2 separate regions of the Xenopus laevis genome follow, and region 1 is linked to region 2. A link is a contact called in public Hi-C data. All regions are on one chromosome and are shown on one strand. Each heading gives the region's core, a stretch centred on a gene start, on an enhancer-like site or on the middle of the called end of the contact. The rest is flanking DNA. Distances are from core to core; before and after follow the strand shown. Region 1 has its middle 5.0 kb from the start of abhd17c.L. Region 2 overlaps mesd.L (mesoderm development LRP chaperone L homeolog).

Region 1 (7,457 bases), core at 2,210-4,709, 170 kb before region 2:
TTAAATCACCATTTGTTGCCAAAGTGCATACATTACCCACACGGTGCCAAAGACTATTATTACTTTAATATTTCATTTGCTGGCTTTGCCCCACATATTGCTGTTGAGTCTATGAGTATTCCAAGCCAAAACAGACATGATAAACACTTGAAAAACGCTACTTTTCTCCAATTACATATGGAGTAGTTGGCATCTGCTGTACATAACTGCAACCTATGTTTGCACCAGCTAGATCTGTAGTACCGTCTAACTGTGTCTGTGCACTCTACTCTTTTGCTCTCTATTGTTGTTCTAATGTCTGTGTTAAAATATCCTAGCCTCCTAAGAAACAATCAGTTAATACTTAGAGGGGTTGTTCACCTTTGACTTTTAGTATGTAGAGAGTTGCAATTTGATTTAATTTTTTTATTATTTGTGGTTTTTGAGTTATTTAACTTTTTATTCAGCAGCTCTCCAGTTCGCAATTTCAGCTATCTGGTTGCTAGGGTCCAAATTATCCCAGTAACTATGCATTGATTTGAATAAGAGACTGGAATATGAATAGGAGAGGGTCTGAATAGAAAGACGAGTATTAAAAAGTAGCAATCACAAAAAATTTTTAGCCTTACAGAGCATTTGTTTTTGGATGGGGTCAGACACCCTTTTGATAGCTTGAAAGATTTGGATGAAAAAGGCAAATGAAAAACTATACAAATGAAAAAATTAAGACCAATTGAAAAGTTGCTAAGAATGGGCAATTCTATAACATACTAAAAGTTAACTTAAAGATGAACCACCCCTTTAGGGGCAGATTTAATCAATATTTATTTTCCCCCAGTTATTAACACTTTCTTTAGCAAAACATATATTGCATTGGTCAACATGCCTGTTTATCATATCTTTCTGAAAGCACATGACCAGGAAAAATGACCTGAGATGGCTGCCTACACACTAATATTACAACTAAAAAAATACACTTGTTGGTTCAGGAATGAAATTGTATATGGTAGAATGAATTATTTGCAGTGTAAACTAGAAATAAAAAACAACATCATCAAAATCATGACAGAATCCCTTTAAAGGTCTAATACTTTAATGAGAATTGCTTTGAAAATTATCTAAATGTAAGGCATAGGGGTGTTACAATTTGATATGTAACTTTTTTTTAAAGTTTCTGCGAATTGGCAGATCTTAAATCATCCCCCTCGCAATATTTTGGTTGTAATTTGCTACAAATGTTTTTCTTATCAATGATTTACATGTATTGGATTGTGTACTTTCCCAAAGCCTGTTTGGGTTTCTGCCAAGAGTTCTGAGTTTCTTTCATAGTCCAAACACATACATGCAGGTTACTGACTCCAGTAAGGAAAGGAGAAGGAAAGCTACGGAGGCATTTTATTGCCAATAGATTAGCTGCAATAGTGCAAGCTAGAATTCTATATTTATTCTGTAGAATGCTTTACTATACCTGAGTAAAAAGCTCTAGAAACTCTCTGTTTGTTAAGGATAGGAGCTGCAGTATTAACATGGTGTGACATCACTTCCTGCCTGAGTCTCTCCCTGCTCTGGGCTCAGATTACAGTAGAGAAGGGAGGGGGGTGGGGAAGAGGAGCAAACTGAGCATGCTCTTGCCCAGGGCAATGAGGTTTAAACTAAGGCAGGAAGTCTGATACAGAAGCCCATGTGTACACAATAGAAGGAAATATATGCAGTGTTTCTTTTGACAGGGGACTCAGAGCAGCACTACTTTGGGGGTTTACTGGTATATTTAGATGGACCTTTCTGATAAGGCTTACTTAGTTTTAACCTTTCCTTCTCCTTTACGTGTGTAGTAGGGCATATACAGCAGGTAAAATTGAAAAAAGTAGAAATATAGGGGAAAGGGGCAAAAAAAAAAAAAAGTTAAGCAAACATTTTACCGTATTTTTAAGTTTATATGGGCAACAACTAGGGGAGAAATAGGCCCAAAAATCTCTCCAAACATTTTCTCTATTTTTGTTTTCATCGCCTCATTTTTCAGATGACACTGGAAGTTCCAATGCTTTAGGAGTTGATGTCAACAATAAACATTTGCTGCAAAGTGCTGTGCAATATTTTCTTACCAGATAACATATAACAATAATAACAACAGTATTTAGTCTATTTCTGTCTTATCTCAGCTTGTCTTGTTCCGTGTTCAGATTTTACACATCCCTGCAAGGCAAGTGCCCAGCAGTGCTGGCAGGTCAGAGGGCGATTGACAATGGAGAATTCCATTGGGTCTCTGCAGGTAAACAGGCAAAAGCGTGACACTCCAGTTATATAATCTCAGAAGATATAAACACATTAGTCCATCAATTTGAACTTCTCACAAAACCCTTTGGCAAGAACACACTTGAACTCTATGCGGTTAATTATCACTTGCAATATATGTTTTTGGAAAGCTTGTTTTCATCGCCAAAACATCAGCTAGAAACAAACTTATAATGAAATTCCAAAGCAAATCAATCTGCAACATGATTTTTTAAAATATTTGCAGATCACGTGATCTGTATACCATTGATTCTTAACTTGAGCTTAAACATGTATCGGCCTGTAAAATAGTTTGTTGGGCTGTCAGCTGTTTGCCTGTTTGACTGCAGGTTAAAAATAGTATGTGTATTTTTCAGAGAATGTTATCACCATCCTCTGGAGAAAGGTATTTTTTGTATACTAAAGCAAAATGATTTTCACTGTATAATATGACACCTTATTCCAACTATGTGGATCTTTTGTATTTATTCTCACGGTCTTAAGTTATTTATCTGGGGCCTCATGATGAGTACAATTAGTATTGAAACTTTTTGACCATGCTCCTTATATGTGCTAAGTAAAACATTTTCTAACAGTTTTTTAGGATAACAGTGGAACTTAATGAATGTGTTTTTTTTTTTTACCACAGCTGCTCTGGCACAAACTGACAAATTATTTTAATAAAAAGCAATTGTGTAAATATTAAGTAAACAGACCCTGGAACTTTAGGGGGCAGTGGGACTGATAAGCATCTGTAATATATATGTTCATGGAAATGTCTGGTGCCCAAAGTTTAGGGACCCAATGATCTTGCTGTGGGGCCCAATAGTTAGTCATTCCATTGATGAAAAGTTTGTGTAGGAGATAACTCATATAACGAAGTAACTAGATCACAACTTAACAGTTGTTGTCACTTTTTAATAAGCAGTTCATAGAAACAGTTCCATTAATTATTGAGTCAGTGGAAATAAGGTTAAAATTCCAATTAATTGATTTTTCCTTAAGTTTTTTTTTTAATTCTATGACATTCAGCAGAGTTTAAACTCTTCACAAAACAGGCCAGGCCATTTGTATGCTCTCCAAAAAATAGTCATATTAAAGTCCTCTTTTTCACTGACAAATTCACCAGTCACCAGGAGCTTTATCTGTTATCTCAAGCTGCTCTTCGTGGTTATTGTTTGTTACGTACATTACGCCAGAGCGGGCCAACCCAGCCAGGCGCCCTAGGCAACCTGGCCGGCCACGGCGCCGGCTCAGTGTGTGCTCCCAAGACATAATATCTTAGGGGACAAGTTGACCAAACAGGTTACATTTTCCACTGGAGTAGTATCACAAAGCAACCAATCAGATTCATGCTAGTTCTTGATTGGACGATATGCGTTCCTTCTTCAGATTTAAATGTTGTCAACCTGAATACCTTTTAACTTCCTTTAAAAGAAAAAGGAAGGCTATAATAATTATAAAAATAATTATAATAATTAATAAGGGGCTACTTAACATTCTGGATTCTGTATCTTTAACAAACAAGTAGTAATGTTTATACAAATCACTGGACAATTTTTCAAACTAGATAAGTAAAGTATAGGGTTAAAAAGGTAGCATAATAAATTATATTACAGCCTACTCATGTTTACAAAGTTGTAGATGATAGCAATGAGCAACTTTGCCTTCATTTTTTTTGCAGTGCATTTAACCTTCTATTTTGCAGCTCTAAACGTCAGAAATTTGCCTCACTGCTAGGGTTAGTGATCCCAGCAATAAGAAAGCAGACAATGTAAAAAGGATTTTATAGCAGAATAGTGACTGTTGTCAAAGAACTGGTAACTGGCTGCAACTTGGACATTCCTTATGTAAACTAAGGTTATTATTGGTTAGTGGTTCCTAGATCCTGGGGTCCAGACTAATCCCCCTTTCTGGTCTGTGCCTTTCTGTTTCTAGCATTTCTGCTGTGAACTATTCTTGCAATGCTGCTTGATTCAACAAAATATCCATTAGATAGCACGGTTTGTTAGCTGTTTGCCTACAATATGTTCACTGTGACACAATCTCCTTTCATTATTTACTTTATGTATCTTACACAAGAACAGTGTTCACTAACTGTATTTACTTACTGTGTATGTCATGTTATTACACAATGTTTAATATTGTGCCCACTGCTAGGATTTGTACTATTTACTTTTACATCATATATACACTTACATCTATTCTTAGGCATTTAACATATGTATAGAAAAATACAATAGGTCCTCTGCACTTAACTCATTATCAATATTTAAGACATTGAGACATTTTGTGCCTACAGCTACTAAAAAATGCCTTACCCTTTAAACAAAACAGGGATTGTTTGTCCATATATTGCAATATATTTAAGATGGCCAACTATGTCAAAGTAATCCTATATCTGGCCAGTCCTACACTCAATTTTCATCTGATTCATTAAGAATTCTATTGCTTCATTATACATTTTACAAAGGCACCAAGTTTTACCTGCAACTTACTTGCTGCTTTCAAAGTAAAACACCCAAACTTGGCTGCCCTTTTATTGGCCACCAGTGGGATCACCTGACTCCAGGCCCGGATTTGTGGCGAGGCCACATAGGCCTGGGCCTAGGGCAGCACATCTTTGGGGGCGGCATGCTGCCCAGCCGCCTGTGCTCCCCAGTGCTTCGGCGCTCGCACGCTGGCGCTTTTGCGCCAGCGTGTGGTAGAGCGGGCGGGCGCTAGGACCGCACGGCCTCGGGGCGCCCGCCCAGCAAATCCAGCGCTGCCTGACTCTAGCTGGGTAGGGTGGGAGCTACAATATGGAGCTGGTCACTGCTCCTGTATAACTATAACAAACAGTGGTGCTCACCATTTATTTTTAAAACCATTAGACGGGGGTGCAATGAGGCTGTGACCACAAAATACATATAGACAAATAAAAGAGGTCCTCTGAACTCCATTTTCATTATATTTAAGACATTGAGACATTTTTGCATACAGCTAATAAAAAATGCCTTACCCTTTAAACAAAAACAGAAAATTTAAAAACATACTTACCGAAATTTTCCTTTCCTGATACGTAACATGGCAGTGTCACTCAAGGGTTTACACCCATTGACACGAGGACAGGAAGTAGCAAGCAAATAAAACTCCCCCCCCCCCCAAGACTCCCACCTCGTCTTTATTATACTGTTGGAGTTGGAGGAAAACCCTGGGACTGCCATGTTACGTATCAGGAAAGTAAAATTTTGGTAAGTATGTTTTTAAATTTTCTGTTTTCCTGATCCTTACATGGCAGTGGTCACTCAAGGGAAATGCCAAAGCTTAATAAATAAGGGAGTAATAATGCAAAAAAAAACGATTTTATTATGTAGCTGAAACAGCCTCCGGAACTTTATGCCCGAAATTAGTCTGGGCAGCTGAGAACACATCAACTTTATAGTGAGAGATGAAGGTATTGACTGAAGACCAAGCAGCTGCTTTGCAGATCTCCTCTGAAGAGACCTAAGCCCTGAATGCCCAGGACGTTGATAATGCTCTGGTGGAATGAGCCCTTAAAGCCTCCAGACTAGCCTTAGCACAAGAGAATATGCTCTGCTGATGCAGTCTTTGATCCATTTGGATAGGATGTTTTTTAAGCTTTTTTCCCTTTTCTGATTCCTGAATACAAAGAGAGCTGTAGTACTTCTGAAACTTTCTGTTCTTTTCAGATAACATTTGAGACACCTGACACCATCCAGGTTATGCCATAAAAGCTGTTCTTCATTTTGAGGATTTGGGAAAAAAGTAGGCAGTACAACCAATTGATTAAGGTTATCCACCAATTGATAACTACAAGGTTATAGTTTGTGGAGAGTTGTCAATTTTGTTCCATTGGGCTAGGAAGTCTTGTTGCAGCATCCTTGTGTGGCCCATGGCCCATTTGACTGCATCCATTGTGGAAACAAGCTTCCCTACCATCTGTTGACACTGTTTTATTGATTTTCAGTTGTTTGTCCAAAACGTGTTTGTTTGTCTTGGAAGAGATATGATTTCCTTCTTTGTATTGAAAATTACTCCTAGATAGTTTGGTGTCTGAGTTGGGACTAGTTGGGATTTCTGTAGATTTAATAGCCAACCGTGTGCTTGTAATGTCTTCAGTACAAACTGAATGTGAAAGGTTAGTGCTGTAGGACTTTGACTTTTCACAAGGATGTCGTCTAGGTATGTGTAAATTTGGATACCTTGAAGCCTTAGGGAAGCGATCACCAGTGCTAAAACTTTCGTAAAAGTTCTGGAAGCGGTTGACAGTCCGAATGGGAGGGCTCTGAATTGAAAATGTTGGTTGAGAATGCAGAATCGGAGAAATTTCTGGTGTTTCTTGATGACAGGGATATGTAGATAGGCATCGTTAAATCTATCTTCACCATCCAGTTTCCTTGTTGGATCTCTAGTGCAATGGTTCTGATGGATTCCATCCGGAAAGGTCTGGACATTGAGGATTTAGTTTATCATACGAAGGTCTAGAATAGGTCTGCATTCTTCTGAAGTGTTCTCCTTCAAGAAGAGTATTAAATAGATTCCTTTGAAATGCTTATTTTTTTCTACTCTTTGAATAATCTTTTTTCCTGGAACGACTGCTTATCCCTGGGATTTCTGAAATTTATTTTCCCTCTTCTGTCTTGGGAAAGAAATGAGCTTTTCCCAGCTGAAGCTTTGGAAATGATGTCATCAAGTTTCGACCCAAATAGCAACTGGCCTTGAAAGGGAGGTTTACACAGATTGTGTTTGGATGGATTGTCAGCTTGCCAGTGTTTGAGCCAAAGGGATCTTCTAGCCACAACTGCTAACCCCATACTCTTGGCTGACCATCTGATGGCATCCAAAATCTGTTTGCTCTTTTGAGAATTGGATTTCAGTGCAGAAGTCTGCTGGAGTAGCACTATTAACTGATGCGTTTTGGAAAAAAACCAAAAAGTTGCGGAGCATGTCGGTCACTGAATCTTTAAAATCTTCATTTATTGGAAATCGTTAAAAACATGAATGACAATGACATGTTCCCCTACGCTTGATGCGTTTCGTGGCGTCTCGCCACTTCCTCAGAAGCATGGCGAGACGCAACGAAACGCGTCAAGCGTAGGGGAACATGTCATTGTCATTCATGTTTTTAACGATTTCCAATAAATGAAGATTTTAAAGATTCAGTGACCGACATGCTCCGCAACTTTTTGGTTTGTTTCTACATG
Region 2 (6,794 bases), core at 722-3,221:
GGGACAGTTTCTGTAGCAGTCAGGAACATAAAAAATTCAGTTGTTATAAGGACTCTACACCCCCTTTTTTAACATTGGTTCAATGACCAGGGCTTCATTGACTGTGGGCAGTAGTCAAGGCATGGCCCCCACTGGTCTCTCTTAACTTCAGGATGAGGAGGAAAGATATGAAAGCTCCAGCTTATGTTTATGATTGAGATGATGATGATGATTTAAGGGCAGGCTTATTCAGGCGTATAAAATGATTCATACCATTAAAATGATGGGGGAGAAATAAATGGTGTGTTTATAAAGTTCACTCGTATGGAATTCACACTGTTCATTACAATCCTGGAAATCATTCACTACAAAGAGCAAATTTAGGAGTATTTACAAAAGTGCGTCATTTATTTACTCCAGGCTGGCTCAGTAATTAGCCGTCCTTTCACACAAGCTCAGACCTGGCGTGACCCAATCAAGTCAATGGGAGAAATTCAGGCAGCGAAGAAATTCTGGCATAAAGGCAGCGGCCAGTAATGTCACTATTTACACAGATTTCTTTTCAAGCCAACACCTTTTTTAACTCAAGATGTTACAGCCACTGTTCATACACTCACACCCATTACACTCCTTTCAAATTACACTTGATGTGTGCAATGCCTCATTCAGTTTTTATATAGTTTTATAAATATGCTCCTTAAAGAGACAGTGCACCCCCTTTTTTTAAATGAGTGCAATAAATAGGACTTTTTTTGGTCTTTGTTTTAAATAGAAAATATCTATGGTTTTTGTTATTTCTTGCTCTAAACAGGGCAAAATATGAGAATAAAACTAAAGTCACCAAAGTTCTATTTCCTGATCCCAAAGAGCAAAGTCAAACAAACCAGCAGCCCCAGGTCAGACTGGGCCAGCAGAACACTGGGAAAACCTGGTGAGCCCCAGACCTCATGGGCTTCACTGACCCAAGCCTGCTCCCCTGGATGTTAGAAATGCTCCCCCCAGACACTCTTCCCCGATCAAAGTAACAAAGGAAAAAGGTAAATGGGGCAGGACATGGGGCAATGCTGGGGGAAAGGGGGATGTGGCCTGGCCATCAGGAGGAGGGTCCTCAAAGTTGTAGATCCAGTTGGCCCTGTATACCCCATTCCAATGCTGCCTTTGTATAAGGAGAATATGGATTGAGATCTAGAGCATGAAATACTAAAAAACATATTTCTGAATAGAAATAAAAGGCAAAAAGTAAGATCAGCACTCAAGCCCGACTCACTGAATCAATGTTGACCAGGGGGTTTACTGTCCCCTTAAGAGGGAGATTGCCGTTAGTCCATATTACAGGGAAGCAGCAAACAGAGGCTGAATCTTACGGGAGCACAGTTCAGGGGCCGAGGGGAAACATTAAACACAAGATAATGGATTCATCATGTTCTAATTTTCAACTAGATTATTTTGAAAAAAGGATTTAAAGGAAATATAAACCTCCAAACAGCATGTAAAATTGTTCATAGCTCTCTTTAGGGCAGAGACACACAGCAGATTCTGGGAGATTAGTCGCCCGGCGGCAAATCTTCTCTTCTTCGGGGCGACTAATCTCCCCAAACTGCCTTTCCCGCCTTTTTACTAATCTCCCCGAATCTGCCCGTACGTCTCTCCTTAAATCGCTTTTGCAACTTAAATTTTTTTTTTACACCGAAGAAATAATACATTTGAAAACTACTGTTCATTTTTGCCTAACTGCCTACAGACAGAACAAAATTATATTTGTGAGAAAAGAATCTTGTGATGTTGCTCTGCTTATAACTGACCAGAAAGATGCCTTGGGACGTCTCTGCTCACTAACTGAATTTCTAAGCTGAGGAACATCGCAAGCGTCTCCTCTTCTCACTAAATTAATTTACTGCCAACAGCAGGCAGTTGCAGGGCTGTATTAGGTCCGGACTAGGCATCGGATCTAAACATGCCCTACGTTGCGCGTGCTGACGTCACATGCTGTACACGCTGGCGTCGCGTCCTACGTGCATGTGACTTCACTTCCGCAGTCTTCCTTGGACTCCCTACCCCATAGCTCCGTCACTGGATTTCCTATGGAAATCCATGGCTGAGGGTGGGGAGGGTGTTAAATAAAACCGACCAGCCCCAAAATTGTGTCGTCCTAGGCACAGGCCCTCGGGGGCCTATATATAAATACGGTCCTGGCCAGCTGGTAAAAGTAAACAGCAGGTGGCGCTGTTGTTTCAAATTCATTATATTAGTAGTGTAAAAACTTCTCATGGGTAGACAACTAGAAAATATATAAAATGATGGCCTCTGATGTATTTAGAGACCAAAATTTATTTTTCTGCTTGTGTGCCTTAAAGGGTATAGATTAACAGATCAGTTTGGTGACAGTTAAATGATTTAAGATCGACATTCAAGATGATCTAAATAAAATCATGGGTGTGGGGTTTATTATGTTTAGATGATCATATCTGTATGTGCTCCATCTTATCCCTTGCATTCCTTTTGTCTCACTTAATGATTTTTAATAATGATTTTCCATCAGTTTAAGAGCATCTTTAGGGAGTGAAACCGGATGATGCAAAAATGTGAGGATTTTGAGACTATGGCTGCACGTCATTTGAAATAAATAAAGCAACATTTTCTTTTAGTTTTCCTTAAATACATAAAACAAAAGGATTCCCTAGTCAATAGTGCCCTCTGCTGGACACACACACACACATTTCATAATTTTACAAAGCAGAAAAATCCAGCAGTTTTGAGTAGCAGTTGCTATAAAAGGTAAACATCTCACATTGTGAAGTATATACACAGAGTCACGTCATTTAATATAAGGAATCGTGTATATCCAGCTGTCAAATATAAGTATATTACAAGTTAATGAAGAAGAGCAATGACCATGGATCTCTGGGGTGACTTCTTACAATAGGGGGTGTTGATTAATACACTTGTTGAAATGAGCCATACACACGTGTAGGCCTGGACTGGCAACCAGTGAGGTCTGGCAAATGCCAGCGGGCTGCTGTAAGATGCCATAGACACTATTAGTGGGCTATTTATTGGGCTGGTGGGGGACTGTATGGGCCTCTGTGTACCTGAAATTCCAGGGCCTATTTTGATTTTCAGCCCTGAACTGTTCAAGTGACACCACTAAGCACAGTGTGTAAGGATATTTATCATGTATTATTCATGCTCCTGCATGTTAAAGGAAAATACGTCCTGTAAGCTCTGAACTAAGAGATTTATTCTGTTTGTCTTAAGTTTTGAAGTCTGGCAAAGAAGCCAAGAAACATAAGTGTGGCACTTGCTGGGGAGAGCTGCAAAGCAGGAAGTTGGTGTTTAGCTATTACATTAGACATCCGTTCACTCCAGCCCTTATCTTTTACATTACATGTTTGCCTAACTGTATTGTAACTACATTTTTCTTTATATTTTTAGCCAGTTTTTATTTTTACACAGAACTGTTCCTTTAAAGAATAAATCTACTATGATATGTAATTTAGAATCTAAGCAATTCACCAGAAAATCGTTGTTTTTATTTCCTGCATCTTTTTAGATTTCTTTCTATTCTGTCTCTCGCTAGCTTGGAATCCCAGCCTTATGTGAATGTTAGGGTTACTGATCAATCTTCCCAAGACCGAGAGCAAACAGCAGGAAGTAGAGAACTCTTTATGGAAACTAAAAGGTGCATACAGGTTACCACGGAATCCCGTTATCCAAAAAGCTCCAAATTTTGAGAAGGCCGTCCCCATAGAGTCCATTATAATCAAATCATTCAAACTTTTAATAATGCAATTTTTCTCTGATATAATAAAACAGTATCTTGTACTTGACCTATTTGTTAGACACAACATTCGTACGATTGCTGCCTGTCAATTAATGGTCCAAGCATCGTGTGATTTGTTCTCTTTACTACTTTCTATTAATCTGAATGGTTAGTTGCAGGTTGAAAGATTGGAATGGACATTTGTTCGTCTGATATAGGCTAATAATCTGCACGACTATGTCCAGCTCAGAAACATGTCAATCCTCCAGCTGCCTTATTTTTTTATCTATTGGTCAGGAACATCCTTATTTCAAATAACTGAAAAACCTCCAAGCTGCAAAAATTTATTTTTTGATAATATATAACTTTATTTTACCTGGGGGTTGGATGGGAACCTCTCAAAACCAGTCTTTATCAAGGGAGCCACTTGCCCTGCAGTTTATACCCTGCCAATGTGCCCCATGAGATCTCTGTTGACCAACCCCATTACAGATATTACCTGTGAAAACACTCAGCTGCTGCCTAATTTCTAGTTACAGGACCCTATCCTATCTAGCTGTGCTACACTGCCATTAACATTAACACCAAGCTCCCAAGCTCCAGTCCCACGTTAACTACTGGCCATGTACTAACCTGGACCAGCAGACTATAGAAGTTTTACAAATTAAAGTATTTCAGAAAAGTGCATTGTACAGGGGTTTATAGAATATAGGGAGTTTTCATAATGAATAGGGGGCAATAAGTAAAGGACCAGCACAGAGAACAGAAAGAAGCATCTGATCTGTCAGACAATAGGATTATATTTATGGTTAACAAAGAAGTGGATTATATATATATATATATATATATATATATATATATATATATATATATATATATATATATATATATATAGTTGCTAGGGATGCACAAACCCTCCAATTCAGTATTTGGCAGAATTCCCAAATCCTACTGAACCGAATTCGAAACTCTTGTGCCACCAGTAATTGCCAGCGCACAGGTGAAAATAACAGATGCTCTTTTAAAGGATTTTTTTTTGGTTCGGCCAAGCACTTGTATTCGTCCTAAAAAAAGTCTTGAATTCAGCTGAATGCCAAACAGAATCCAGGATTCCGTGCATCCCCAATTGTTCCTTAAAAATCAAATTCAATGTATTGTCTTCAAACAAGCGGATCTTTGCCCTACTAGGACACCAGCATGATGGACCAAAGCTGATATGATTGTACCAAGGGCTCATACTAAATGGTCCACAGGTGAGGATCATGGCAATGCACCAATGCCGTCCTCCCCCTACAGGATTTTAAAACCTGTATAAATCAGATATCAATCAGTGGAGTTAAAGGAAAACTATACCCCCAAAATGAACACTTAAGCAACAGATAGTTTATATCAAATTGAATGACATATTAAAGAATCTTACCAAACTGGAATATATATTTACATAAATATTGCCCTTTTACATCTCTTGCCTTGAACCACCATTTCGTGACTCTATCTGTGCTGCCTCAGAGATCACCTGACCAGAAATACTACAATACTAACTGTAACAGGAAGAAGTGAGGAAGCAAAAGGCAGAACTCTGTCTGTTAATTGGCTCATGTGACCTTACATGTGGTTTGTTTGTGTGCACAGTGAATCTTACGATCTCAGGGGGCGGCCCTTATTTTTTAAAATGGCAATTTTCTATTTCTGATTACCCAATGGCACATACTACTAAAAAAGTATAAGTATATTATTATGATAATGGTTCATTTACATGGAGCATGGTTCATTTACATGGAGTTTTACACATGAGCTGTTTTACTCAGTATCTTTTAATAGAGACCTACAGTGTTTGGGGGGTCAAAAGTCATGACTATCAGCCCATGTAAGGTAAGCTTAATATATACACCTGTAACCATTTCTGAACTGAAATAGGCCTTATATTAACAAAAAAATAATACTATAAAGCATATCTGTGTATAAAATCTGTATTGAAGAAAGTTATTGGAAGCAGGGCAACAAAATGTAACATATAATCAATACATTCAATGTACCAGTGGCAAAATTGTTTTGAAAGGGACATGATCAAAATACAAATTGTGTGTATTGTTTGCAACCTCCATCATGCACAGCTTTTTACAAAAAAATCTTTACCTGCATTAATGAACATATATAGTAAAAAGAATACACTGTGACTGTAGTATCCAATCAAGTTAATAAAAAGCGGACACTGTTCTAGCACAATCTTACTAGCTAAGGAAGCAAGTTTTTTATTTACCCAGTAAATCATTCACCATCCATTCGTTTGCACTTTGTGTAAATATGTTTTAATATGAAAACTGCCTGGTAGGTGCCCAGTGACAATAGACTTTGTAGTTTAGGGCTCATTCACAGTGGCACAGTCTTACATCACATATTACATTTATTGGGAAAGCAAGATGCTTACTGGCCTGGCCAAGCTGTGCCCTACATATATGAAACAGAGAGCAGCAGGGAATAGAATGGTCTCCAATAACAGGACAATTGTTTTCAAAGCAGTTTGTTCGCCATCATCAGATAAGTATAAAACTCAAAGTCCAATCCAAACATGGTATTCCAGGGGATGTCATAAATCCTCCTTTGGTGAGGACGCTCTGTTACTTTCTTTGGATGACTTTTCCTTTTTACTTTCCCCATTTTTCTTTTTCTGCGGTTTGCTCTGATTGTTGGATTTTGAGCTGCCATCTCCTCCTTTGCCAGGATACACTTGGCCTTCCACAGTCACATCAGCACAACGCTCCTGACTTACAAGGAAGTCCTTAACCTCCCAAGCGAAACTTCCATCACGCAGCATGAAAATCACACGGTCTGAGCCAACAATGAATCTAGCAGGGGGTATAGACAATGGAAATTGTGCATTAAGAATTAGATCACAAAGAAGAAAAAGATCATAAATAAACTCAGAGGTGGCTTAACTTTGGCCCCTTGTTTCTCCATGAATACTAACTATGGTGTAGACCAGTGATCCCCAACCAGTAGCTCGTAAGCAACATGTTACGCACCAACCCCTTGGATGTTGCTCTCAGTGGCCTTA

What was found. Hi-C and Micro-C count contacts between places; a contact is called where the count stands out from the background.
Region 1: a contact with region 2 is called in a Hi-C map of the XTC cell line, with 3 times the contacts expected there. The contact joins two enhancer-like sites.

The regions. Positions count from the first base shown.
Region 1 is chr3L:114,682,158-114,689,614 of Xenopus_laevis_v10.1, reverse strand. No RefSeq gene overlaps it. Among protein-coding and RNA genes, the nearest start is that of abhd17c.L, 5.0 kb to the right of the region's middle. Within about 2 kb of position 3,459, at least 1 of the 7 cell types and tissues checked has an H3K27ac peak or open chromatin away from gene starts, as enhancers often do.
Region 2 is chr3L:114,512,903-114,519,696 of Xenopus_laevis_v10.1, reverse strand. mesd.L (mesoderm development LRP chaperone L homeolog) reads right to left here. Exons shown (of 3, transcript NM_001096078.1): 3 at 5,696-6,585. The coding sequence ends at 6,327. Among protein-coding and RNA genes, the nearest start is that of mesd.L, 6.2 kb to the right of the region's middle. Within about 2 kb of position 1,971, at least 1 of the 7 cell types and tissues checked has an H3K27ac peak or open chromatin away from gene starts, as enhancers often do.